Linked DNA regions of Mus musculus: all the other regions are linked to region 1. A link is a contact called in public HiCAR-type and HiChIP or PLAC-seq data. All regions are on one chromosome and are shown on one strand. The core of a region is the stretch at or near the end of the contact, and the rest is flanking DNA. Distances in the headings are between cores, read along the strand shown.

What was found. HiCAR-type assays count read pairs that join an accessible place to other places. HiChIP or PLAC-seq counts read pairs in DNA pulled down with a chosen protein or histone mark.
Region 2: a HiCAR-type map of astrocytes shows a contact between it and region 1, with 6 times the contacts expected there. The contact joins the promoter of Dab2 here to the promoter of Ttc33 in region 1. A contact is called at or near these places in 7 of 39 promoter capture datasets (the 3T3-L1 cell line, 3T3-L1-derived adipocytes, cranial neural crest and 3 more), 5 of 115 datasets of contacts at active chromatin or transcription factors (astrocytes, extraembryonic endoderm stem cells, fibro-adipogenic progenitors and 2 more) and 2 of 9 other capture datasets (adipose tissue and macrophages).
Region 3: an H3K4me3 HiChIP or PLAC-seq map of bone marrow-derived macrophages shows a contact between it and region 1, with 5 times the contacts expected there. The contact joins the enhancer-like site here to the promoter of Ttc33 in region 1. A contact is called at or near these places in 17 of 39 promoter capture datasets (the 3T3-L1 cell line, 3T3-L1-derived adipocytes, the C10 cell line and 12 more), 2 of 484 Hi-C or Micro-C datasets (bone marrow-derived macrophages and double positive thymocytes), 4 of 115 datasets of contacts at active chromatin or transcription factors (bone marrow-derived macrophages, cardiomyocytes, embryonic stem cells and 1 more) and 4 of 9 other capture datasets (adipose tissue, embryonic stem cells, liver and 1 more).
Region 4: a contact with region 1 is called in a HiCAR-type map of astrocytes, with 5 times the contacts expected there. The contact joins the promoter of BC037032 here to the promoter of Ttc33 in region 1. A contact is called at or near these places in 16 of 39 promoter capture datasets (the 3T3-L1 cell line, 3T3-L1-derived adipocytes, the C10 cell line and 9 more), 1 of 484 Hi-C or Micro-C datasets (Sertoli cells), 6 of 115 datasets of contacts at active chromatin or transcription factors (astrocytes, embryonic forebrain, embryonic stem cells and 3 more) and 2 of 9 other capture datasets (adipose tissue and liver).

The regions. Positions count from the first base shown.
Region 1 is chr15:5,182,008-5,188,411 of GRCm38.p6, forward strand. It overlaps Ttc33 (tetratricopeptide repeat domain 33), which reads left to right and starts at 3,553. Exons shown (of 5, transcript NM_026213.3): 1 at 3,553-3,761.
Region 2 is chr15:6,385,176-6,391,869 of GRCm38.p6, forward strand. It overlaps Dab2 (disabled 2, mitogen-responsive phosphoprotein), which reads left to right and starts at 1,573. Exons shown (of 15, transcript NM_023118.5): 1 at 1,573-1,757.
Region 3 is chr15:6,232,378-6,239,269 of GRCm38.p6, forward strand. No RefSeq gene overlaps it. Among named protein-coding and RNA genes, the nearest start is that of Gm16311, 74 kb to the right of the region's middle. Within about 2 kb of position 5,519, at least 44 of the 459 cell types and tissues checked have an H3K27ac peak or open chromatin away from gene starts, as enhancers often do. A contact at or near this core is called in bone marrow-derived macrophages, where this site is marked.
Region 4 is chr15:4,023,825-4,030,013 of GRCm38.p6, forward strand. BC037032 (cDNA Sequence BC037032) reads right to left here and starts at 3,582. Exons shown (of 2, transcript NR_028266.1): 1 at 2,195-3,582. It overlaps Oxct1 (3-oxoacid CoA transferase 1), which reads left to right and starts at 2,604. Exons shown (of 17, transcript NM_024188.6): 1 at 2,604-3,025. The coding sequence starts at 2,948.

The DNA.
Region 1 (6,404 bases), core at 2,303-4,802:
GAAGCAGCTGTCACAGACCAATCACAAACACAGGCCTTGAATTCCATCCTTGCTAGAATTCAGTTACTATTCAATCTAGAAACTCAGCGTTCTTGAGGCTTTTGCAGGATTGCTAGCTTTCTAAATCAGAAAAGCTTCATTTTAGATGTTATGAACAGCATGTGAAGTTCTTTTGGAGAGCTAATTTTTCTAGATCTTCATTACAAGTTTACACAAGAAACTGGCATGTGGAAACTTGCATCCATTAAACTGTCCTGTTCTGAATGAGTAAGCTTCGGGTTGTTGTAAATGCCAATCAATGGTGCCAAATATTTAGAGGCTGTTCACTGACTTGGAAGACATGGCCAAGTCTTTACTAGAGTTGAGGGCATCATGGTTAAGCTACCCTGAGAGACTGGGAAGAGGAACAGAGCCTCAAGCACTGTGTATTCATCCATATGGCCACTGTGAACCATTCATGACAGATGTCACCAGGACAGCAAGATACAGGTCCTGCGCCAACCATCTTATTAGGGATGGATGGAGATAGATATAGACACTAAAGTACAAACATGTAAGGATGGACTGAGTTGTTGGGAATGTGACCACGTGAACCTCCATCCAGACTGAGGAACAGTGCATCCACCAGACTGTCTATTACGATTAATATGAGCGTGAGGTGCCACAGGCCAACTCTGACATGGAAAGACCTTCACAGAGCTGTGAGCACCAAGAGCAGGAAACACTGAAGTTCTTTTATAGGCTGACTACCACAGTAATACATTGGTTATAGTGAATATACCAACTTACTTGACAACATTAATGAATATAATCAAATTATAAATAAAAATTGTATCTGAAGTTACCATTGATCTCAAAGTCTAGACACACTGGGAAGCTGTCAAGATTATTATATAAGGAGTACAGTTTTGTCATTGGAACAGACATTGTCAACTTTTTAAGTGAGAAAATTTGTGTGTGTATGTGTGTTTGCATGTCATAGCACATGTACGGAGCCCAGATGACAACTGTCTTTCCAACGAGTACGCTCTGCAGACATAACTCATGTCACAAGGCTGAGCAGCAAGCATCCTTACTTGCTGAGCCATTTCACAAGCCCCTTGCTTTATTCATTTCAAGAAAAGGTCAAAGACCTAAATATGAATATAATCAGTTTGTCAGCGGTTAAAAAAAAAAAACAAAAAACAGTTGTGTTCCACAAGATAGTGGAACTTTATAATAGCCTTAAAGAACTGGGTTTATTGGGTCTGGAGAGATGGCACTGACTGCTCTTCCGGAGGCCCTGAGTTCAATTCCCAGCAACCACTTGGTAGCATACAGCCATTTGTAAAGGGATCTGATGCTCTTTTCTGGTGTGTCTGAAGACAGCTACAGTGTACTCACAGAGAGAGAGAGAGAGAGAGAGAGAGAGAAAATAATTGATTTGATTCTTATGTATGTGCAGCCACTTGCAGAGGCCAGAACGTGGGGTTGGAAACTCCCAGAGCTGTAATTACACAGAGGCTGTGAGCTGCCAGATGCTGGTGTTGGGAACTGAACTTTGGTCCTCTGGAAGAGCAGGAGCCAGTGCACTTAACTTCTGGACTCTCTGTCCAGCCCTCATGGTGGAATCTTCACTCGCTTTTGAGAGGCATCACACTTCCGTAGCAGTAAAAGCACTTGGTATCATAGAAATATGAATGCCATCGTTTAGAAATGCCCTTGACGAAGCAGTGATACTTGGCTTATTAAAGTGAGTCTGGAAATTGGGACTCTTGCTAGGTGACATAGCTAGGTCTCATCTCAGGAGAAACTTGTGTTCCAGAGTTTCACTGTAACGGCGTGACAGAGGACTCTATCACTACCATTAGAGTTTGCATCATTACCTCAAATCCACGTAGCTGCTCTATCACTGTGGCGTTTTAACAGCCAGCACCAATGTTTACTTTTGTGAAAAATGGCAATATGTACGAGTTCTGGGTACGGAAGGGCCTTTGACACTTGGTATCTGTGGGTGTCAGAAGAGGGCAGCAGTTCCCCTGTAACTGGAGTCACAGATGTTTTGAGTCTCTCTGTTGAGTGTTGGACCTGAACCCAGGTCCTCTACAAGAGCAGTAAGCCATCGCTGGGGCCAGCATCAGTGATTTTAATGCCAGCGTTGGGTAAGAGTGTCCCTTCAGGGACTATTTGACATTTTGGAGAGAAAGAAGTTAGTAGTCCTTTTGGTAATGTATGTGTGTGTGGGGGGGGTGGGGATGGGGATGGGGGTGGGAGGTGGGGAGGGGAGTATTACTAATGGTATCTCAGAATCCTACCATGTTTCTGTTTGGTTTCAGACCCAGGAACAAACAACTTAGGTGTATATTTTACATACCAAAGCAGACCTGGCCTCCTGGTTCTCCCAGCATCCCTCAGTCCCTAGTATAACTGGCCCCCAATCCTGAATTTTCAGCACAGGGCCTGGACTCCCTTCCCCCAGAGGATCTTTGCTATATAATCCATTTTGTTTTCTCCCTCCCCATCTCCCCTGCCCCCTTGTCTTAGCCTGAGGGCTCTCTTTCTCTTCCTCTTCTCTCCCTTTTCTGGCCTCCTTCCTTGGGGCCAGTGAACTCACCTGCCCGAGAGCAGCTTCTTAATAAACCTGCAGTTGTATATATTTTAATCTGGCTTGAATTGGCTCATTTTACCAGTGGAGAAATAACTTATCAGTTTACCTCAACAAATAACTAGCCAGTAAGACATGCGGTGGCGCGTTGAAAAAGCGTGGTCTCCATAAATCGATCTTGGCTTTGTGTAGCACAGCTATGTGGATAAACTTAAGGAGTTTTCAATTCCCTCAGTGTGCCCCATTGTTAACATCAGCCTGCTAATTTACTTGTAAGAAGTGACAGGTGCTACTTTCAGGCTCTGCTGTGGATTCTCACAGGAAGCTTGCAGTTCAGCCCAATCCTCCCTGATCGGCTCTTACTTAAGGTTTCTGTTGCTGGGATAAAACACCATGACCAAAGTCATCTCGGGGCGGAAAGGGGTTATATCAGCGTCTAGTTTCACATTATAGAAGGAAATCAAGGTAGAAACTCAAGCAGGGCAGTAATTGGTCCTTTTTAAGGCTTGTTCAGTTAGCTTCCCCTTGGGCCAGACCACCTGCCAAGGGTGTGGCACTGCCTGTAATGGGTTGGGTCCTCCCACATCAATCATTCATCAAGACAATGCCCGCATAGATTTCCCTACAGGCATTTTCTCAGTTAAGATTCCCTGTTTTATAGCTAAGTATATGTTTGTGTCAAGTTGACACAAACAAGCCAGCACCCTTTGCACTTATTTCAGCTCAGTCTCCGCCCCCCCCCCCCCCCCCCCCCTTCTGCATCTCACAGACCCTTCAGCGGCTAGGCCGGTCAGACTAGGCGGTAAGCCATTTATTTACCTGAGGACTGTGTGTATTGCAAAGCACAACCTCAAACACGGGAGTCCATTCCCGGCTGCAGTTAGAGGGCGCTTCGTCTGGTGTCTTTATTACAAATCCCATAGTCCCTAGGGCGCCGCAGTGACTTCTGGGATTAGTGGTCCTGCAGAAGGGCGCTGGCGGGTAAGAAAGTCTTCTTTTCTTCTGTCCGCCTTGCTGGACTTTAGAACGTCCCAGGATGATTTCATGCTTTTTTTTTAAAATAAAGAATCGGGAAGCACAGGCAGGCAAGGCAGATTAGAATCCCGGCAGAATAGTTTCCGTTTCCGGTGCCAAAGGGCACGTGGAATGTAAACACGGCACCACAGAGTGTTTTCAGGTAACTGGCTGCGGGTAGGCGGTAGACAGGGCTGAGGGTTGCTGCGTGCGGGAGGGAGGGCCGAGGGTGGCCCGGTGAGGTCCACAGAGCCCTGGGGCGTGCCTCCGACCTGGGCACGGGGCGCGGGGCGCGGTGGCAGGGTTCTGGGTGCCGGCCCGGCCGCCCGAGGAGCTGCTATGGCCGGAGCTCATTTTTATTGCAGCCGAGGCAGGGGCCAGTTTTGAATCCTGTGTTCTCCTCGGGTAGCATTTTAAGGGAATCCGTTTCTCTCGTTCTTCACCTGCGGATTCATCTCTCCTGTTCGGAGGGTGGTTGTTGTGATTCTCTACCTCCGGCCGGTGTTTTTCCATCTTGGGTGGCCGCATCCTCTCACGCAGTCAGTTCAGGAGGACGTTTTTAACTCTGTGGCAAGCACCCAGCTTATTTATGGCCCGGTAAAGGGTCAAGTCGAGCGGTTGCGGTGGAGAGCATCGTACATGTTTAGAATCTTAATGCCACTCATCGTTCTGTAGAGCACGTAGACTTTTAACTCCAGATGAGAGTTAGCACGAAACCTTTACAGTTGTGATTTACCCACTTGATCTGTTATCGGGTTGGAAAGAAGCTTGGTGCCTTATCCATCCAGGTACAGATCAAGCAAAGCTCCTTCTGTACGCGGTTTTTAGTGAGTACTAATTACAAGCACAGCCTAGAGGCACAAGAAGCTCATAGCGTAAGATGAAAACAGTTTAGTTGAGATGTAAGTGGCGTGTTATACAACTCCTCCTAATAGAGTCTATGACTCAGTAACCGTTATTGCTGTTCACAAAATCGTGCCATTATACCAATTGATGTTAGGACATTTTAATCACCGAGAAGGGGAGTCCCGAATCATTAATTGACTATTGTCTGTATTTTCTCCCCAGTAGCATTTCAGATCCCGGATCAGATCAGAGCATTACATTTTCCTTGGGGAAGATGTTCACACATGCCAGGAGTCTTCCCTCTTTTAAGCCTGGCCAGCTTCTATTCTCTAAAGCTCACTTTCATGCAGACACTAGTGTGCGTTTGTCTGACAGGTCATTGGATCACGCTTGATAGCACTTACCGGTATTGTAATTGAGTTCAGTCTCCTTGTCCACAGGCAGTTTGGGAGAAAATATAAACTTGGTATTATAAACTGGTAACACATTCCTGCTTTTTCACTTTAGTAGGCCCTTGATACCGCTTGCTGTTTCTTCATTATTAAGTCGTTTCTAATCTCCACAAGGACTTGTTAGATTTTTTTTTTCATCTTTCTCAGATGCATACATTTATTTATTTTTTTCCTTTATATTGAGTAGATGGCTATAACCTACTTTTCCTACTAATGTGAAATTTGGGAACATGAAATCCCTAGTTTTGTTTGGACTCTGCTCAGAAACTTTAGAAATGTGGAGGACAAGGACACAAGCTTCAGAGGGCAGCCGTGTGAGGCAGAGAGCTACCCTCTGAGACTTAACCCTTCCTTATGTGCCCTCAGCACTTAGCGCCCCCCCCCCCCCCCCTTAGCTTGGGAGGTGGGGATCTCAGTGGTTTGTTGACTTTCGTTTTCTCATTGTTCTCAGCTCATCCTTTCACCATGACTGGCAGATGTTTCCAGTGATTTAAAATGAACTTGCCTTCAGTAAGCAAAACAGGTTTTCTGTTTTTAATAGATCTGCTACACTGTCTGATGCCTCACGTTAGTCATGTAGAATGCAAGTCCCACATTCTCACTGCCTTTAGGGACATAAGTACAAGAGAGCTGCCACCTCTTCTTTCCTCTTCTTCCTCCTCCTCTTGTATCCTAGTATCCTTTGAAGGCATTCTGAGCATCCATTTTCCTAGACTGTCTTCACTCTATGCCTCTGGATTTGTGATCCATAGTAGCCATACTTTCATTTTACCTCCTTGTTTTCCCCTGGGATGATGGAGATATATATATATATATATATATATATATATATATATATATATATATACACCCCACACACATATATGTATAAATACATCCATATATACGTATACACACATATAAATGTATATATATGTTTACACACACACATACACACATATGTATATGTATATAGTAATTTTTCAGACAGAGGAAATACATTTCCTCGTGTTACGATGAGGCCAAGGAGGAAGCTTCCATAGCCCTCATTCTGTAGCACAATTTATACTCTATTTTGTACCCAGGATTTCCCAAAACTCACTGCTCTCTGGAGAGCACATGGTTCGCCTACATTAGCCTGTGATTGAGACTTTGTGATTGCTGTGATCTGTTACATTTTCTCTTGTTTAGTGACAGGCCTGTGACCTATAATTACTCAACTATGGTAGGACCTTGGGGTTGTCTGTGGGAGGGACTGATAGCCACCCTCACATGTTGCTGTTCTCTTCCTGGAACTTGTACTCAGCTGCAGCCATGTGCATCAGTGATGAACTTGGTGGTGCATGACACTGCTGTCTTCCCTACTTCCTCCTTCTCATAATGCCTGTTGTCGGATGATTTCAAAAAGACCTGAGCTCATTGCTTTCTCTTCAGGGTTACAGATTCCTTTAAGAACAGATAAAACCTTACATGCTCCTGAATGCACACAGCATCTAAGATATTATACCTAATTGTAGGGATTCTCATGT
Region 2 (6,694 bases), core at 323-2,822, 1.2 Mb after region 1:
AAAATTACCTCAGAGGAATATTGGAAGCACACACACACACACACACACACACACACACACCTCTACTCTGCACACCCAAGTGTGAAGGGAATCCAGAGGTCAGGTAGGGGCAGCACCTGGACCAGCTGTGTTGCTCTGTGTCTCTTACTCTCCCTGCATGAGGGCTGCTCCAAGCCTGACCTACTTGCAAGCAGAAACTGCCACTCTCATTGAGCTACCTCAAATTACAGTGATTTTGCAGCTGGGGCTAGGCATGGACCACAAAATACATCCTTGGTGCACCATAAGCCCAATTTGAACCCTGGATTCTCAGTGGTAAAATGCAAATCCATTGTGTTGCTTACTCAATAAAATCAATAACCCGTTTCCATCCAAGTCACAATTTGTCATTTTCATAGTCAGTACATTCTGCTTACAACAGGGGAGGAGGGGCAGGAGGGAGAGGGAAGAAGAGGAGGAGCAGAAGGAAAAACAGACAAGAGGAGGAGGAACAAGAAAAAAAGGACTAAATAAGAAAGTGGAAGAGGAGGAAGGGGGAGGGGAAGGAGGGAAAAGGGGGGAAGGAGGGAGAAGGGGGAGGGGAAGGAGGGAGAAGGGGGAAGGAGGGAGAAGGGGGAGGGGAAGGAGGGAGAAGGGGGAGGGGAAGGAGGGAGAAGGGGAGGAGGATCTTCCCAAAGCTTAATTTCTTAAGTACTTGAAAAGCACCACTGTTTCTGTGACTATTTAACAATTGTCCCCTGACTTTAAAATATACAGAAAAGAAATTGTGAGATTCTATAGGATTCCCAAGGTCTGCTCTGCCGGGCTATCCACAGCTGAGCATCGATGAAACACCTTCCAATACTTATTCACATATCTCAATATTTTCATGAAGGAATAAGAAATGCTGTAGAAACTAGCAGACAAAGTCATGTTATCTACGTGTGGGTGGATATACACTGAAATGATCACAAATGTAGATCATTTATATGGAGGCTAACTTGTTTTGTTTAGGCCAGTTTAATAGCGAGAATATGCTCGAGCGTGATATTAAATTTCAATAACAGGGCATCTTTTTACTTGGGCACACATAGATTTCCCTCCTGTTTAAGCACGTTCACAATTAAAGAATAGTGATTTTCTTTAAAGGTAACAATCCAGTCACATGCCCAGCTTTAGAAAGGACAGACTGGACCCGGGAACGGAAAGTCAGGAGTAAAGGCGCGTCTTTGTTCAAAATGCCCCAGGCGGTTTAGGATGAGTTCGCAGTTCGCGTGCCACGCCACTCGAAGTGGCAATCCAGGGAACGGATCTGCGAAACGCAGCTCAGAGGATCCCATCCTTTTCCTCCAGAATTTCCCTTTTCCTGTCCTTACGTGCACCCTTTCTGGCCCAAGGCAGTGTGGGGCTCCTGGCCCGGGTTGTGTGCACGCTCCTTTTTCCGGGTCTCTGCGATCGCCCCCAGCTGGCCGGGCGCACGGGGCGCAGGAGGCGCAGGAGGCGCCGGATCTCCGTGGCTTTAGTTCGAGTTAATAAACAGTTAAGTTTGGAAGACTCGGCAGACACGTTGAGGGGGAGTTACCAAGTCCAGGCAGCAAAAACATCCCGCCGCCACATTCCTGGAGAGTCCTCAGAGCCAGCATCTGATTAGAACCATATCTCTACCGGGAGTGGCCGCGCGGCTATTTAAGTGGCGTTCTCCGCGTCCTCGGCGCTGCAGCCTTGAGGCTTCGGGCGCGGGGAAGTCATGCTGGCTCCACAGAAGCACTAGCTAGTCCGTGAGTAACTCTGCCATCCCCCTTCCCTTCGGTCCCTTCTTTCTTTCTTTCTTTCTTTCTTTCTTTCTTTCTTTCTTTCTTTCTTTCTTTCTCTTTTTTTCCTTTTTTTTCTTTTTTTTTCTTTTTTTTCTTTTTTTGCGACCTACTTCTCTCCTTTGCTGGCTCCTCTCTTCCCATCCCTGCCTTGGCTGCAGACCTTGGGCGCTGGGGAAATCTTACAAATGAGACAGTGTACTCCGGGGAGAGCAGCGGGTTTTGTGGCCTGACATCTGTGGAATGCTTCCAAGGAATGCATTTTACCTTTGGGGTCGGACTCAAGGCGCCCATCCTGTGACATTTAACGAGTCCCTGTGTGTGTGTGTGTGTGTGTGTGTGTGTGTGTGTGTGTGTGTGTGTGTGTTGTACACGAGCCCTAGTTTTTAGGGCTTAGGGGACATCCCAGGGAATGCGCGGTGTGGCTGCTGACCACCTAATAAACTCCTGAATGATGTTCAGTTTTACTGTGCGACAAAGGCTGGGGACATGGTCTGTGCCTCCGAGGAGCTATTTTCTGCTGACTGACAGCACAGGGCATTAAAAATGTGAACTTTGTCTTATACCAGCATTCCTAAGAAAAGTATCTGCCCAAGCCACGTAACAAACTTGTTTTAAATCGTGAAGCGTTTGAATGCTGTTTTTCTTGACTGTTGTAAATTATTTGGAAGGATTAAGAATTCAAGAAGAGGGACTAAACTGTGTTTAAAACCTTGGAGACCCTGCCAACGTAGCGGTTCTCTTTGCGGCATAGAGCTGGCTGTTATTTCTTCCTGCCTGCTCTCCTCCACTTAATCCTGAGTCTGGAATTCAGCTCTGTAGTCGGTTTCAGATGGGAGCTGTGTGAATCCGAAGGGAAATTTAACTGGATTAAAAACAGTTAAAAAATATGGATGTTATCTCCACCCGAGGCACCCCCTCCCACCCTTTCCTCTTTCTTCGCCTGTGTTTGGAAGAAAGGGAGCCACCCTGTAAACCGAGAAGAGCAAAAACGAGCAAGCTTCCAGGCACATGGAAAGCTTTAAAAATTATGGAGGGGCAACTTCATGAATAGTAAATGTTGCTGTTGCTCTATAAAGATGAAAAAATTTCTGGCCCTAATCAGGCAAAGCAGGAGGGGAAGGGTGGAGGTAGATATAACTCCAACCTAAGTAATGGCAGAAAATTTGCCAAAATCCCTTGGAGATAGCTGATAAGGCTCCAGGAACGCTTCTGATGGGATGTCTAACCTACCTAGTTTACAATCTTGAGGCCTGGGTTCTGCACATAGTAGCAGTGACTGGTTGTTTAGAAAGGAGGGACTAGCCAGGACTCGGGAGCCACTGCTACCAAATGGCTTTTCATGGTGCTATCTTGTCCTGGATTAGGCTGCCCTGTTTTAGCTAGCTACCCCACCCACCAAGGACTCTACCTCTCTCCACTCCCTTGGTTGAGGCAGGGCACAGCAGTACTGAAAGAAATGTACTGGCTTGAGAATTTAGGAGTGTTGGGGATTCAGGCTTTGGAGAGGAAAACAGCTATCTAGACAAAGCAATGCTAGAGGAACACAGCTCAGAAGGCGAGATTAGCAAGAGCCCTTGAGAAAGCACCAGAGAGGTGTGGTGGTCTCTTCCAGCACTCGCATCAGACACAGACCACTTCTTCCCTAGTTCGTAGTCACTGTCTCCTAAAACTCGCTGGGTTCTTCCCAAGCCTTGTTTAAAAACCTAATCACAAACCCCTTCTTCCTCTACTGCAAACTCAAGCCCTTTTGTCCAACCGCGAGTCTAGAAACTTTTTCCCTGTAGGCTGCTATGCTCCGTCTTTGCCCTGAGTTCTGGAGAAGGAACCCAGGACCTTGGGCATGCTTGACAAGCCATGGAGCTGCGCTTCTCAATTCCTGGTTGGATGGTCTTACTCTGTAAACCCAGTCTAGACTTAAACTCATCATCCTCCTGCCTCTGCCTCAGGAGCCCTAGGACTGTAGGCGGAGGTGAGCACACCTCGCTAAGCTGGGCCACTTGTATTATGGCAGAAGAGAGAGATTGTGGAGGAATGGGAGGAATGTGTTCTGTCTTTGCCCTCCAGCACCCATGTATTTATAGAACTGATGATCCCGATTCTATTGATCTCCACCTGAGGATGTAAAGGAGGCTGGGAAGATAACCACAGGATGCTTTTAGGCCTTGCTGACTTGAGAAGAAAGAACAAAATCCAGAGGTTAGATCTCTCTCTCTCTCTCTCTCTCTCTCTCTCTCTCTCTCTCTCTCTCTCCTTTCCTCTTTTTCTTTTGGCATTTTGACACTGAATCCCAAAACTTATCTCTCTTCTCAGTGGGAGATTGAACACCCCCCCCCCCCCCAGTCATCGAGTCCTGGAATCCCAGGCGAGCGCCACCACACCCAGTTCAGAGTTTGCATTTCTGCTAAAGACTTAAAATTTCCAAGGTTAAACTAAGTCTAAATTCCTGTCCTTGGGCCTATTTATTTCTTGTCTTCCTCCAAGGGTTAGGTGGATTTTAGCTCACTTTGAAGATAGTTGTTGACGTGGTGAATGGTGCAAGAGCCTCCGGAAGCTGTGGACCAACTGGTCTGGACTGCTCAGCCATAGTTCTGTTACCTAAAAATTAAACGAGCAGGAAAACAGGGCTTGCTGGGTGGCTTGTAGCCACCAGGAAGTTTTGTGGGAAACTGTGCTCCTGGTGAGACCATGAGGAAGTCCCTTCTTCATTTCTCCCCCAGACTAAACCTATCACCACTTTGATGAAGCCAACTTGGAAGTACCCTGCGTTTCTTCGCCTCTTCTCTCTGTTGGGGTTTCATTCCTTTTCTTCTAGGACAGAGCTAGGATACTGGAATGGGTGGAGAGGCTGCTGAAGGGAACTCACTAACAACCTAAGTTCCTCCAGCTGAAGGCTTGCAAGGGTCCACCATTTAAACCTCCCTACCCTGGGCAGAATTAGGCTGGGAACCAGACTGGCAATCTGAAACACCTGAGTAGCAGGATGCGGCTGTTTTGGGTTTTGGGTTGGTTTGGCTTCCTCCTCCTTCTCCTTGGAGTTGTAATAAAAGTTGAAGCACTGTTACAGAATTGCAGAGGGCGGCCCAAGTCTCATTTAGATGACAAAGTATTCACATCAGATAAGTGTGTTTAAGGGAAAGCTAAATTATGGTAAGATATCCTAGTGGGTTAATCATAGCAATCAGAAGGGAAGCAAATGACCAGGTCTCCTGCTAGAGACAAAGCCCAAACAAATTCCTGATTAGGGGTACAAATGGTGCTGGATATCTTAAAGGCTTAGCAGTTCCTATATGCATTCATGTGCTAGCCGTGTCCCTCCTTCTGCCAACACAGCCCAGTTGGGTAGTAGTTGAAAGCATCTGCACAACTGTTAGTAAAATGACCGTGGACACACAGAATAACCTCTCGGTAATTCTGTTTTCTTATCTGGGGAAGAACAATAGTACGAAGGGCTGCTGAGAAGGTAAGTTAATCTATATCCTTAGAATACTTTATTCTGTTTGTCTATTTGTTTCTGCCCTGTGAACAATTGAATCAAGTGTCTTTGTGGCCCCTGAGAGCAAGTGGAGAATTTCTTAATCAGAGTGGAATACCACCCACCTATTTGAAAAATGGTAATCATTCAAGTATTCAATACTAAAAAAGCCTGTGTATTTGCTTGTGTTCACGCAAGAACAGACAGTTACTCTCTGTTCTCAGTGTGGAGGACTGCTATTTGGTTTGGTCAGAATGACCTCTGGTCTCATTTAAATCTTCCCCACACTCTCTCAGACTCCCAACAGAGAAAGAGTGACCCTTCTCCTGAAGTCAGCATTCTAGCCAAGGAAGTGGGAAAGGGAGGGACCACCCTGACTAAGCAGTGACTAGGCCAGGACACGGGCCCCAATACTATCTTGGTCCACATAGCTGGGCAGGTTGCCATGGTTACTCCCCTTCCTGCATCTTTCCACCACCCTGGAAGGAAACTTGCCTTCTCTAGCACAAGCAGAATCTGAACAAATTGCTTCCTGCTCTAAAAATGGAAGTTACTAAGTGAAGTAGAGCCTTTCGTTACTCATATGGCCCTTCCCTCACCCCTCAAACTTGTTTTAATTCTAATATAGACTTTCTAATCTTTGCTAGCTCTCACATCATCTAGACAACACAAGGCAGCTTATAAAATTTCAGTTATTACCTCAGTACAGAAGTTGCTTGGCAATTTCTTTCTCCTCTTTAACCTGCATAAACTAGCTGGGGGCAAGTGACCTGTGGCTGATCTAAGCTGGTAGGAATTCTCAGTAATGGGTCATGCCAATTTACGGTTTAGTTCTCGGGAAGTTACCAGGAAACAGAAAGTATGAAGAACATCTCAGATTTTTCAAGAAATATCTGAGTAAAGGGTGAGGGAAAAACAGGAAGTAAGGATACTAGAATGTTGGGTCTCTAATCCTGTAAGAGCTAAGAGTTGTTGCAACTGTGGAGTGGGTGCCTATGTGTAGAAAACCCTGGATTCAACCCCCAACACTACAGAAAAGGAAAATTAAGTTAAAATGCTCTTAAACCTGGAAGAAACTTGAATGACAAGTAGGTTTAATAAGCCTTGGGAGAAAGCAAAGCTAGTAAAAGCTAGTCCGTTTCACCACAGTGATGTGATGTAACACATTAGGCTGAAAAACTCTGCTCTCTGCAGAGGACATAAACTGCCACCTGTAAGCTGATTTGTAACAAATGAAGTCACCTGCCCAAGACTGCACTCTTGGGGTGTGATTCACAGCTAGAGAGATCTCTTCTTCTTCTTCTTCTTCTTCTTCTTCTTCTTCTTCTTCTTCTTCTTCTTCTTCTTCTCCTCCTCCTCCTCCTCCTCCTCCTCCTCCTCCTCCTCCTCCTTCTTCTCCTTCTCCTCCTTCTCCTCCTCCTTCTTCTTT
Region 3 (6,892 bases), core at 4,269-6,768, 1.1 Mb after region 1:
ATATTTCAAAGGATGAAAATATTCATATTGTGATGCAATTGAAAAACTGTAGACATGAAAATGGTTTCTCCTCATTGACAAGGAAAAGTTATAACTATTTAATATACTTTAAGGGTCAGCGTGATGAGTAGTTTACACATATTTTCCATGAGTGCAGTGGAGTGACAGGAGCTTCCCATGCATTGTACACATTGCATGTTAATTTGCTGCTATAATTAATGTCATTGTTAGAGACTCCACAGAAGCAAACCAAAGTCAAACCACTGGGTTGCCCAATGTTTCTGATAATCCCTGTGATTTAGTCACTAACCAACAAACGAAAACTTCTTAAAGTAAAGGCTTTAGATGGAAAACTAAGCCAGGAGTTACTTTGCAGCAAGTTAAAATTATGCCATATGTGCTTATTCTTAAAAATATATATATATGGTTAGGGAGTTAAGACAGAATACATAAAACTATCATTTAATTTGTGAGATAGAGCCCATTTATGAATGAAGTGATATGTGCAACAGCAAATACAAAAGGAGAGGAGAGGCCTGGAGTGTTCTGAGTTTGTTCCTGGAGGAGGCACACTCTCAGTTGCCCACTCTGTTGGCACAGCTTTAACCCCTCCCTTTCTAACTTCAAGACAATAATTATTGAGCTGACGGTATAGTACACTGGAGGAGTGATAACCCCGTATACGTAAGGACCTTGGTGTGGTCTCCAGAACTTCAGTAAAACATTAAAATGTACATTATTAACTACCTAGTAGATGTTATTCTTCCATTCTTCAGAGATGAATTGTAATTTAAAATGGCTACTTCGTAAAGGGAATCACTCTTTTAAGCAATTTGTTTTTCTGATTTGTCTGGAGGATTCTTGCCACTCCAGGTGTCCTGGGGAAGTCAGAGCAAGCAGATTCTTCTCAGAATTCACACACACTCATCAGCTGTCCAACTTTCTTCAGACGGCTCAGCAACAGGCAGGCACGCAGGCAGACAGCAGATTATAGGAAACACCCCCCAGCTTCCACCTCAAGCCTACTGCCACTCAGAAAAGAGGTTATCGCTACCTGGGGATCAAGTTCAGGCAATGAGAAAGAAACGACAAGTGTAAACCTCTAGGGATCCAGGACTTCCCTTTCCTCATCTTCCTCATGGTGCCTTTTGTGTGGCTTGCTGAAATACTGCAGATGCTCCACTCACGACAGTGTAGTGCAGAGCATCCCAGGGGGCAAATGTATGCTATGGATCTCTAAGCTAAGAAAGCAGCAGGAGAGAAAGGGGACCTTCTTTGCTATAATACCTAAGACTCTTCCCTTCTATGTTCTTCAAGAACCTTTCTGTTCACCTAAAAGGCAGAGTCTCTCAGCCAGCCCATAGTAGACACTACTGTTTGCTCTACATGTCTGGCCATGTCCTGCAGGAGCGTGTAGGAGGATGTTTCATTCTCCAGACAGGTCAGGCCACTCCTGCATGCTGAGCAAGTGATTCCATCTGCACAATGTCCTAACACACAGACGGGACAAGGGACATAGAAAGATAAGGGAGAACATGACTCTCTCCTTAGAAACTCAAAATTGTAACAAAGTACCTGGTAGTCCAGGGTCAAAGAGCTGGGGGCATTAGTGTCAAGTCTTAGCTGGGCGTGTGGTTGAGGAAACATGAGGAAAGACATTAAAATGCCATGTCACAGCCCAGAACAAAGGTTTTTGAAGTGTTGGGTTTTCCACTCCCATTTAAAGAGGCCATGCTCATATGAACTTATGCATGAACATATCTATTTCAGAAGCTTGAATTTAAATGCAAAATCTCAAGGTGTGCCAGGGTACCTGATGAAAGGCGGTGATTTATAAGCCTATATTAAAGCCATGAGGACCCTGTCTCAAAACAAAACTGAGCAGGCTTTTCTGCAGCATAATATAACAGGCTACACACTCAACAACCTGTCCTCCATTTGACCCGGATGCAGGTGGAGCTGAGATAATCACCAAGGATGAAAGGCAGAAGTGTATGAGGCCACATTGATTCCCCTGGTGTCGAGAAAATTCTAATGAGATGTCATAGCCATATAAAAATATTGTATTACAATTGTAATCAGCTTAAAAAAAAAAAAAAAACAAGACCCTCCTATGCTAGTCCTTCGTCCACAAGCAGGTAATAAACCTGTAAGCAATACAGGCCATTCTTGAGAGACTCTCACCCACAAATCTGCAAAGTATATTTTGCAGTTCCAGGTCAACAAAAACAGGGGTAGGTGTATGTGGTGGTTTGCATATGGTTGGCCCAGGGAGTGGCACTATTTGGAGGTGTGGCCTTTTTGGGGTAGGTGTGGCCTTGTTAGAAGTGTGTCAGTGTGGGCATGGTCTTTAAGACCCTCATTCTAGCTCCCTGGAGTCCAGTCTTTTCCTGCCTTGGATGAAGATGTAGACTGGTTAGCTCCTCCAGTCACATGTCTTCCTGGATCCTGCCATGCTTTCACCTTTATGATAATAGACAGAACCTCTGAACCTGTAAGCCAGCCCCAATTAAATGTTGTTCTTTATAAGAGTTGCTTTGGTCATGGTGTCTATTTACAGTAGTAACACTATAACTAAGACAGTGTAACCTATCAGACTTTTACTATTTTATAGACAGCCCATAGTGTACTTACTCATTCATACACTTAGACAATACCAAAATGAATGACACCATGTGATAATTTTGGAAGATGGGCTTTGGCTCCATCATGAAAGGATAAAGAACTCTCCGAAGTCTCTCTGGTTCTCTGTTCCTCCCATTAAAACAAGAGTGATAGGGGCTGGAAATGGAGCTCAGAGATTAAGAGCATATTCTACTCTTGTAAAGGACCCAAATAGGTTCCAAGCACCCACATTAGGCAGCTCACAGCAGCCTATAATCCCAGCTCCAAGAAAATCTGTTGCTTCCTTCTGGCATCTACAGGCAACTGGACATATACCCCCTGTCTTAGTAAAGGTTTTACTGCTGTGAACAGATACCGTGACCAAGGCTCTCTTATAAGGACAACATTTAATTGGGGCTGGCTTACAGGTTCAGAGGTTCAGTCCCTTATCACCAAGGTGGGAACATGGCAGCATCCAGGCAGGCATGACGCAGAAGGAGCTGAGAGTTCTACATCTTCATCTAAATTCAGACAGGAGAAGTCTGGCTTCCACAGAGAAAGGATGAGGGTCTTAAAGCCCATGCCCAAAGTGACACTCTTCCTCCAACAAGACTACACCTGCTCCAACAAAGCCACACCTCTTTAATAGTGCCACTCCCTGGGCTAAGCATATTCAAACCATCACATATTCAAACCATAACACACCCATCAAACAGATACATGGGCATAGATGTAATTAAAAATTAAAATTTATAAAAGCAGTAATGATAACAATACTGACTTCAAAAGACTTAGGGGATTCCTATGAAAATAATCTACTCAGCTATCACGCCATATAAGCAGGATTGGCCACAACCCCAGCTGTGGTTGACCATAATAGTGCACAGAGCTGCTAGCTGCCCATGGCAACTCAGTGGTGTGGCCGATGACTGTGAGCTATTGGATCCTCCCCAGTATGGCTTTGGATGACAGGTTATCCATTGGTTTGGTTAAACACGCTTTGAGATGCAGCGGCAGTCGGTGGTACTCTTACCTAGTCCTCCTCCCCTGCCTCCTCTCCCTACCCATGAGACCCACTGTGGGATGCTACCACTTTCTATTGCCCCCTCCTTTTTTTTTTTTATCCTGCTTGCTCTTTCCCCACCCCTAGTCAATATTTTTCATTTTAGTCCACCTTAGCATATCCAAGCCAACGCAACAGGTCTAAAAAATAGCATCTGCTGTGTAATAAAGAGCACTGCTTATGACTATCAACCAATTGAGTGACAGGAACCGTAAGCATGATGTCCTTGTGGGAATTCAGAGAAAGAAAAAAAAAAAAAAAACTCATTTCGAACCAATGTATATAAAGTTTCCATGGGAGAGGGATATTTTGAGCTATCTGGAAAGATCTCAAAAGTAAGCTTTACTGAAGACCGGGAACTGGCCGTTTGAGCTTGGAAAAGACTAAGCACAGAAAGAGAATCTAGAGGCTGGACATGTTTCATCATTGGCTGGCACGTAAAGTACATGCTCTGTCCCAGTTCCTCGGAGGACCAAAAGGGGAGTGTGGGACTCCACCGTGAAGGGACGCGAACTGGTCAACAAACAAATCTCAGTGGCCTGCAAAACACACAATTGTTTATCATTCGTGTGGCCCAGTAGTGGCTGTGACCGCCGCTGTGATTCTTTCTTGTGCCTTCTCACACTACTCTGTACTCAGCTGAAGGGGCTTCCCAAGGGACAGGACTTCCAGAAACATACCACAGTGTTAGAAGAGTGCAGATAAGCCACGTGGCATGTCTGCTCATAGCTCATTGGCCAAAACAAGTCACGTGGTCAACCGTGCCAGCTATAGAGCAGAGAATACCCTCTAAACACAGGAAACACTGAAAATTCCATAGCAATGCGGATATATCCTCGCTTTGTAGAAAGGAAGCCTATACAGTTAGTAAGAATAGATCAATCTACCACCAATAAGAAATTGATAAAATGCAAATGCTTACTATTTAATTAGACTTACATTACACTATCGCCAGTGTAAACGTCGGTATGGCATGGGGAGAAGGGAGAATATTGAATGGTCCAGACAGGAAGTGATGGCCGACTGTCAAACATGGGTAAAGCATATCCACAGTGAGAGCAAGGATCCTCCTGTGAGGACCAGGCGCTGCCCTTCCCGTGATGGAAGTGATCCAATGAAGTATCAATGAAGGCATATTGATAGTGGTGTATGGGCAGACAAACTGACCCGTGAAACACAATAAAAAGTTATTAAAAGCCTCTTGCAAATAGTTATCCAACTCATGATAGAAGTGTCACGACAACGTTACAAGGACAGGATTTTTTTTTCTTCTTGAAGCAATAAAACAGGACAGTGGACACTGCCTGTTATTATTTAATGGTGGCAGCGATGAGTGATAAGTCAGACTATAGCTTTTGATGGGGAGGGGAAAAAATAAATAAAACAGTCATGCCAGACAAAGAGATGACCGCAGATTAGCACTAACTTGGCAAGTATGTCTGAAATACAAGGAATGTCTCACTTCCCAGGTCATAAATACCCCCGTGCAGGTGTGTTGTTATTGTTTTGTTTTGCTTGATTTTGTTTTAACACCATGACACATCAGGGGTTGAGTGGACAGTCTTCAGCCTTACTAGATCATATAATTACTAGATCATATATAATCACTAGATCACATAACCACTGCACCATCTAGCACAGGAACAGGCGGGCAGGAAAAGCCCTCCCCTCCCGCTCTTTAACCTTCAAGTTGTTGGCTCTAACTCAGCAGTGCACCCAGTCCGCCCTTGAACATCTATTGCTGAGGGTCGTGTGCTTCTGAGCCACTTCTCAAGAGACAGAGATCTGTTGGTCAGATTATGGGCAGACCTGGTTAGTCAGTGGTTTAAAGCTACCACATCGGTGACGCAATCCCTGGAACTTTGTGGAACTTTTAAGGCCAGATTCCCTGCTGTGCGAGGTAAAGACACTCTCTCCACTTGTTCCTACTGATGAGTTGAAAAGCATTTGTTCACTTAAACAACTTTTTTTGGAGTAGGGCAAAAGGACGGACTGGGACAAGACAGTGAAATGTGAACTGAAGGGAATGGAGGGACAGGCCAAATTGGCAGATGGCACGTCTCGTTTCAGCTTTTAAAAATAATGTTGCTTTAAGAACAAGGGGGAGAAAAAAATCTCAAGCCAAGAAACATCAACAGTAAGTTTTCCTTCTTTCCCCTCTTCAGATATGCTGAAGCCAGGTTTAATTTTATGTCAGGAAAGAATTCCCTCCTGAGATTTTCCTGGCTACGGTTCAGTTGAGGATAATGTTTTCCAGCCTTGTTTCCAGAGGCCCTGAAAAGCTGAAGGGAAACGGGCAAGCAGTCTTGCAGGTCTCATCCTGAACCAGCAGGGGGCGCTGTGATGACAAAGAAATCCCGGGCCTCTCGGACCTGGGTGCTGTCTGAATGCAGGCAACTTTAGGTATCGTTTCTGAGGCTAGCTAAAACTTGAAACATTTACAAGTTGCATTTATATTTCTTACTTAATACAAAGCCTTCATGCTTCATTTTCAATCCAAAGGGGGCGGGGGCTTAGATATTTGAATAGATTTCCAGAAATGTGCAACGCCCAGCCTTCTTTCATGATTATTCAGGTCATTGTGTAGTGAGATGCCCCATGGATGTCTAAATGGGACACCCAGAGCACTTAAAAGCCATTGCAAAAATATCACCCAAATGTACCTGCCCTTGCTGAGTCATGGCTGCTAAAATCGCTTAACCGTTCGATACGCCTTTGTTTTCAAATTGCTTGAATCCACTTAAAACTTGAGGAGGAGTAAGACAGGGAAGCTAGACACACTGATTATCATCACAACCAATCTTTGACTCTGAGTTCACCAATGTGTTTGAAGTCCTACACTACATCCACACAATGTAATTCCCCCGCCAAGTTAAGAATTACGTGACTATCAGCATTGCAAAGGACTCTCAGTCTCACCTACCCCTGGGTACTCAGTTGCTTCCAGCATCTATAGAACCCTATGAATGCAACCTTACAAAGCTAACATCCAACTGTTACTAACATTGCTTGTATATAAGTCTGGGATGCCATATAGGCAATGTCTGCAGGAGTATGATGTGGAGGTTTCAAAAGATAGAAGTCCTGAATCAGTTCAGGGGACTATTTCAGAGACCCGGGTGCAGTTCTGAATGTTTATACTCCAAGCACATGGATTTTGGAGTAGGTATGTATTACTTCTCAAGAGGCAGGAGCTGAGGGGCCAGACAGAAAGAAAATAGAAAG
Region 4 (6,189 bases), core at 2,332-4,831, 1.2 Mb before region 1:
ACTGCTTAAAGGACCATTATATAGAATGAGGCATTTATGAATTTTTGTAACTGCCTCATACCACATAGATAAAACTCCTACCACTAGTTAAGCCGGTTAGACGACATTTGAAAACAAGTCTTCAGCTGCCCTGGATTTTCATCCTGGAGGAACATGCTGCTAACCAAAAGGAAAGGGTGTCTTATCTTCAGTAAAGGCATGAGCTATGGCACAATATCTCAGGAGAATGAAAATGAAATCTCTCAAGCAGAAACATTGCCACTACAATCTAACAGGTCACATTTACCTGGTGAAGGACACCTCAACCTACAACCTCAGAACATAACCCTTTCCTTATTACCTGTGTGGAATTTTTTTAAGTCTTTGAATTTCATTAGCCAGTTTTTTTTTTTTTAAGAGTGTGAATGTTAAGTGGTATAAGGTTTTACAAGGAAAATCTCATGAATGTAGAATATTGGTTAGAAACTGCTTTTCAGAGTACTGAGGAAAGTGGCCCTGCAATTGCAGGCCTATAATCCTAGCTACTTGGGAGGCTGAGGCAGAAGGATGAGAAGTTCCAGTCCAGCCTGGACTACAGAGTGTATTTAAGGCTCAGCTGGGCAACTTAAAAACAGAACAGGGGATATACTCATTGGGAATGCCCACGCAGGAGGCCTTAGATTCAGTCCTCAATCCCCATGCCTACATAATGGGAGAGGGAAATGGTCCTACTAATAAGAAATTTAAAAGAATCAGACTTTTTATATGCAAGTTATAAATTAAAATGGCTTTTGTAGAATCAGGAAAAAAGATTGGTACAGAATAAACACTCTTTCAAGTTGAATTGATGCCTTACACATTGTTGAGCTGATGTAAAATGAAGCCGTGGGCTTATCAAAAAATGCAGCCCCTCTCCCTTCTGGCTGTGCAGTACGGAGGCTGGTTTTGCTTTTTTGTTTGTTTTGGTTTTGTTTTTCCTAGCAGCCTTAATTCTGCAGAATAATAAATTTAAAATATCCACCGTCTTCATTTAGGAGAAATACATGTGACCAGCCAAGAAGAGTGAGTCAGATGACTACGAGACAAGTTGCCAGTGCTTTTTTTTTTTTTTTTCCCTTTCACGTGGCCCTGGAAGGAAAAAAGTGGAAGAACAACTGTAGTACCAGCTTTTGTTGTTCCTTCTCAAAACTGCAGCACAACAGCCGCCATGTTAGGGCTAGTCATGGGACTTCGGTTTAAACATTCGAACTCTTCACAGCTTATTAAAATGCGCCCCCAAAATATCCAGGATTACTGAGTTCACTTCTCCTATGCAATCAGATGATAGTTTAACTTGATATTTTATTTCCATGTTAAAACCGTAATCTTTACAGGAGACATTTTTGAGTTAAGGGAGTACTGAGGTAGTTGCTTTTCTGTGCAGATTTTTAAATTCCTTATTCATTTGTTTTGGCGCACATACACAGGCATGCACTCGCTGCAGTGCATGTGAGGTCGGAGGAGGACTTGGCTGGAGTTGGTTCTTCCCTGCTACCATGTGGGTCCCAGGGATCAAACTGAGGTCACTAAGCTTGGAGGCAAGTGTCTTTACCATCTCCCCAGGCCAGTAGACAGGTTTTAATTAAACAGGACTGTTCATCCTTCATTGTATCGGCATACTTTTTAAGGAAGTTAAAGAGTCATTTACTGTTGTCATGGGTTTTGCATCACTTCAAATTTAAACTGTTCTTCCAGGACTCGATGGGCTTTTAATCCAATAAAAGGATTTCCCGGGCTTCCAAGTGGTCTTTTAAACTCGGCGGTGAGTGTAGAACGTCCTGAAGAAATGGTTCAGGCCGGTTGGGTGCCAGTCAAAAGATAAGGCTTGAGCCAGGCACAATTGCACATACTCTGGGATAGGCTGCCGCAATAGAAAAAAGTTGGAGGTCAGCCTGAGCCATATATAGAGTTTCAGTGGGACCTAAGAGAGCTAGAGATCCTTCCTCAAACAAAACAGCAAAAAACAAACTCCAAAACGAAAACCTCCAAAACGATGAAGTTAACCCACCACCGAATATTAGCTAAATTTAGTGCCGAGCATTTTTGTGTTCATTGTGTCCCTTGACTGGCTTTTCTCATACAAAACTGCAACAGGAAGAGCATTACAAGGTGAGGGGAATTATACAACATGGACAAGGACGAGGAGGAGAGGAGACAGACACTTCTGTGCTTATACCTGTTCTGTAATTTCTGGAATTGTTGGGACTCCGGTTCCAGGAAAATTCTGGAACACAGAGTAGGATGATGGGGAACAACAGCCCAGTTCTAATCTTGTCCCTCTGTCGGTTAAGCAGGTCATGTCTCATGAGGGTCAGTCAGCACGCTGCTGGGTTTCAGAGGAAACTAAGGGCAAAACCAGACTTGAAGAGAGTTGTGGGTGTTGGGGTTGAGAAATGTTGGAAAGGTGAGCTGTCTAGATCTGGAAGGAGATCTTTATCAGTGACCCTTTGTACCTGTACTCATTCCAGAGGGCGATTTGGAAAAGTAACACGTTCAGTAAGAGACCCTCCAGGCCCTTGGCAACCCGAAACCCTGGTTGATGCCAAGCCTTGCGCGAGGGGAAGGCAGGCTCTAGCGCCCCCTCCAGCCTGAGTGCAGCGCCCGCCGCTGCGGGTGTGCCCGCAGATGAGCTGGAGCCCAGCACCTCCGGCCCCGGCACAACCCGCGGGGCTCGTCCTAGCTGTGCAGCCTTTCCATTCCTAGCCGTGAGCCCCTCCCTGTCTCGCTTCTTGACAAGCCAGCAGGCAGCAAGGGGCGGCACCGCTCTGAGGTCCCGAGGACGTCACTGACGCGCGGTCGAGCCTCCAGCCCGCCCTACCGCTCGCCTTGCCTTCTCTCTTCTTAGCCGGTGACGCCGCCGCGGCCCCGGGCAACCAGCACTCGCACGCACTCCCGCGCGCGCCACCGTCTCCCGCACCCGGGGCCGAAGATGGCGGCTCTCAAACTCCTGTCCTCTGGGCTTCGGCTCGGCGCCTCAGCCCGCAGCTCGCGGGGCGCCCTGCATAAGGTAAATTGAAGGTGCAGGGGGGCAAGAGGAAGGCCACGCGCGGACGAGCTGCGAGCGGCGCGCGCGTTCTTTGCCCTGCCCATCTCCACCGCCTCTGGTCGGGGATCTGGCATCTGCAGCGCCGTGCCCGGGGGTTGGGGGTGGGGGCTTGGAGACGCTCGGGTTTCAGGGTAGCCCCGCCGCCGCTTGTCTGTCTGTCTGTCTGTCTGTCTGTCTTTGCTTCTCCATCCACTTCCCCGCTGTGCTTGCAGCGGTGGAGAAGCGGTCGAGGCTCTGTGTACCAAAGCCACGCAGCAACGCCTTAGAGACAGACTGTCGGCGTCCAGGGACTCGCGTCCCCATCTCCCGCCACTCCTACAGACTCCAGGCTCCAGGCCGACGCCCTTGGGAAGGGGGTCCCCGGGGCCGTCGCCCTAGGTAAGGGCCGGTTGGAGGAGAGGAGCGGAGAAGGGCGGCGCGCTGAGGCTTGCGCCCCACCTGAGGGAGCTGCTGGCGCCGGCTGAGGCCCAGAACCCCGGGCCGGGTTAACCGCTGCTGGCTCAAGTTCACCGCCAAGTGGGCGGATGCTGTGCGCTGCGGAGGCGGACTGCCGCTCCCCATCCTCCCCTTCCCTATATGGCGGTAGAAAGGGGAACCCGGACTGGAGCTCTTGTCACGGGGCGATTTAGCCTGCCAAGCGTTTGGAAGCAGAAGGAGGGCTGGCGGCGCTCCGCTGCAGTTTGCAAACGCCTCGGTCCTTTATTTTGAATTCCTCTCCGTCCCCTCCGGGTTAGAGACTTGCAATGTTCAAAGACCGTAAAAAAACAAAAATCAAAAACAAAAACAAAAAAACCCAAACACCTTGACCCACAGAATGGTATCCTGAGTCGCCCTCCTAGCAGACTAGCTGGTGGTGGATATTTTTGCTTATACATTGTAGAGGGTCTAGCCTCTAAGCACACATTCGGGTTGGATTTGAGTATGGGACCAAGGAACTGAGTGCTGGAGGAGGGTGGGGAGGAGGGTGGATTCACCTTGGAGTGTTCAGTTTGCTCAGGAGCCTCTTCCCGAACCTGCAAAGTTTTCTTTGAAGAGGTTTCAAATTGCAGTCCTGAACTTAAGAAGAGTGCATCACGCAGGGCATTTACTTGCACTGTGTGCTCTTGAACTCCTTCCCCTGTTGCTCATTTCCTTGCCTTCAATCTCTGAGTGTTGAGAATCTAAAGATGTCATCACAGGACTCCCTCGTGTGCTAGGGAATGGTTCAGAACTGAGTCATTGCGTTGTTAAATTCCTCAAAGGAGGCATTTGGGTAATTGCATGCAAATTTGGATGCACTTAACCACCAGCCAACCTGCTGCAAGTGATGGAGCAGATGCAAAAAACCAGGACACAGGGATGTCCTTGGGCCAAGGTCAAAAACTTTCTTTTGACAGTGCATGTTTGTCTAAGTTTAAATTATTCACCTCTAGTCTACCCCACTTTCAATATAATCATTAAACCATTTCTCAAGCCAGCAAACCTCTAGGTGGATGAGCTGTAATTATGGGTTAGTAAAAAGTTCATGGCCCAGTTCAAAGTTAGGCTTCTCAGGAATGAGGAAAGAAGGTGCAGCTCCTGCTCTCTGGGGTGTTCTGCCCGCTTATGCATTGGTTGGCCTTACTGGCTGCTTGCTTAGCGCGTAAGTCATCCGCCTCTGCTGAATTGTAATACCCCTGTGCTGAATTGTAATACCCCTGTGCTGAATTGTAATACCCCTGTGTTCGTTTCACTGGGACCACGGTATACCTCAGTCCTTTGCCTCCCTCAACACTGCAGACTGCTCTGCCAAGAATACTCATTTTAGTACACACCTGAGAGAACCTGGTGGATACCTTCAGTAACCTTGAATACTTTCTGGCTAAATGTAGCCAACAGGTAAACTGAGATAGATATTTAAAAAATGCTTTTATGCTTTTGTTTTGGGAGACAGGATCTTGCTATGGGGGCCAGGAAGGCCTGGCACCCATGATTCTTTTGCTTCAGCCTACAGAATTCTGAAATTAAAGGTGTGTACTTATTTACCATGCTTAAAAAAAATCTTCCTTCCCTCCCTCCTTCCTACTTCCCTCCACCCTTCCTTCTTTCCCTTCCTCTGTCCTTCTCCCTCCCTCTCTCCATCTCTCTTTCCTTATTTTCCTTCATCCTTGCTTCTTTCCCTGCCTCCCTTTCTCCTTCCTTCTCTCCCTCCCATTCATGGTGAACAAGTTCCTTGTCTGGAGCTATAGCATGACCTGGAATTACCTGGAAGCTTTTCAATCTGGTGCTGTGTCACCCTAAGGTTTCTAGCTGGGTAGGTTCTAAGTGGATTGATTCATGTTGAACATTGGCTGATTCCTCTTGGCAGAGATGCTTCCTCCTGGCAAGCTTGCATGCTATTCACCTGAATAGTGCTGCCTTTTCCTCCTAACTGGGTTTCTTTCCTCTTTCCATGACAGCTCTTCCTGATTTTGTTTATCAAACTTCCATACTACAAAAAACAAAACAAAACAAAAACAAAAACAAACAAAAAACAAAAAACAAAAAAACCCAAAAAACAAAACCAAAAAGAGCCAGGGGTGGTGGCACACGCCTTTAATCCCAGCACTGGGAGGCAGAGGCAGGCGGATTTCTGAGTTCGAGGCCAGCCTGGTCTACAAAGTGAGTTCCAGGACAGCCAGGGCTATACAGAGAAACCCTGTCTCGAAAAACAAAACAAAACAAAACAAAACAAAACAAAACAAACTTCCATACTAATATAGGCTATATCAACCTTTCTGTGTCATGATTTCTTTAACAGTCGTGAGGTGACATTTAGACACCACTTGGGTGTATAGTTCTCTATCACTCTATTATTGAGGTAATACTTATATTTACAAACAGAAGAAAAACAAAGTGTTTGAGGTCAGTGATATGGATAAAGCTGCCGCACAAAGACTTATAACTCAAGTTCAATTTCTAGGACTTACATGGTAGAAAGAGAACTGACTACTTTTTGTTGTCCTGTCCTCTAACCTCCAGAGGTTCACTGTGGTACAACCCTTCCCTACCAAGATACAGACACATGCACACACACACACACACACACACACACATATGTGTATCATATATATATATATATATATACTAGAACACTATTATTTCCTTTACCTACATCTCTTTTCCTT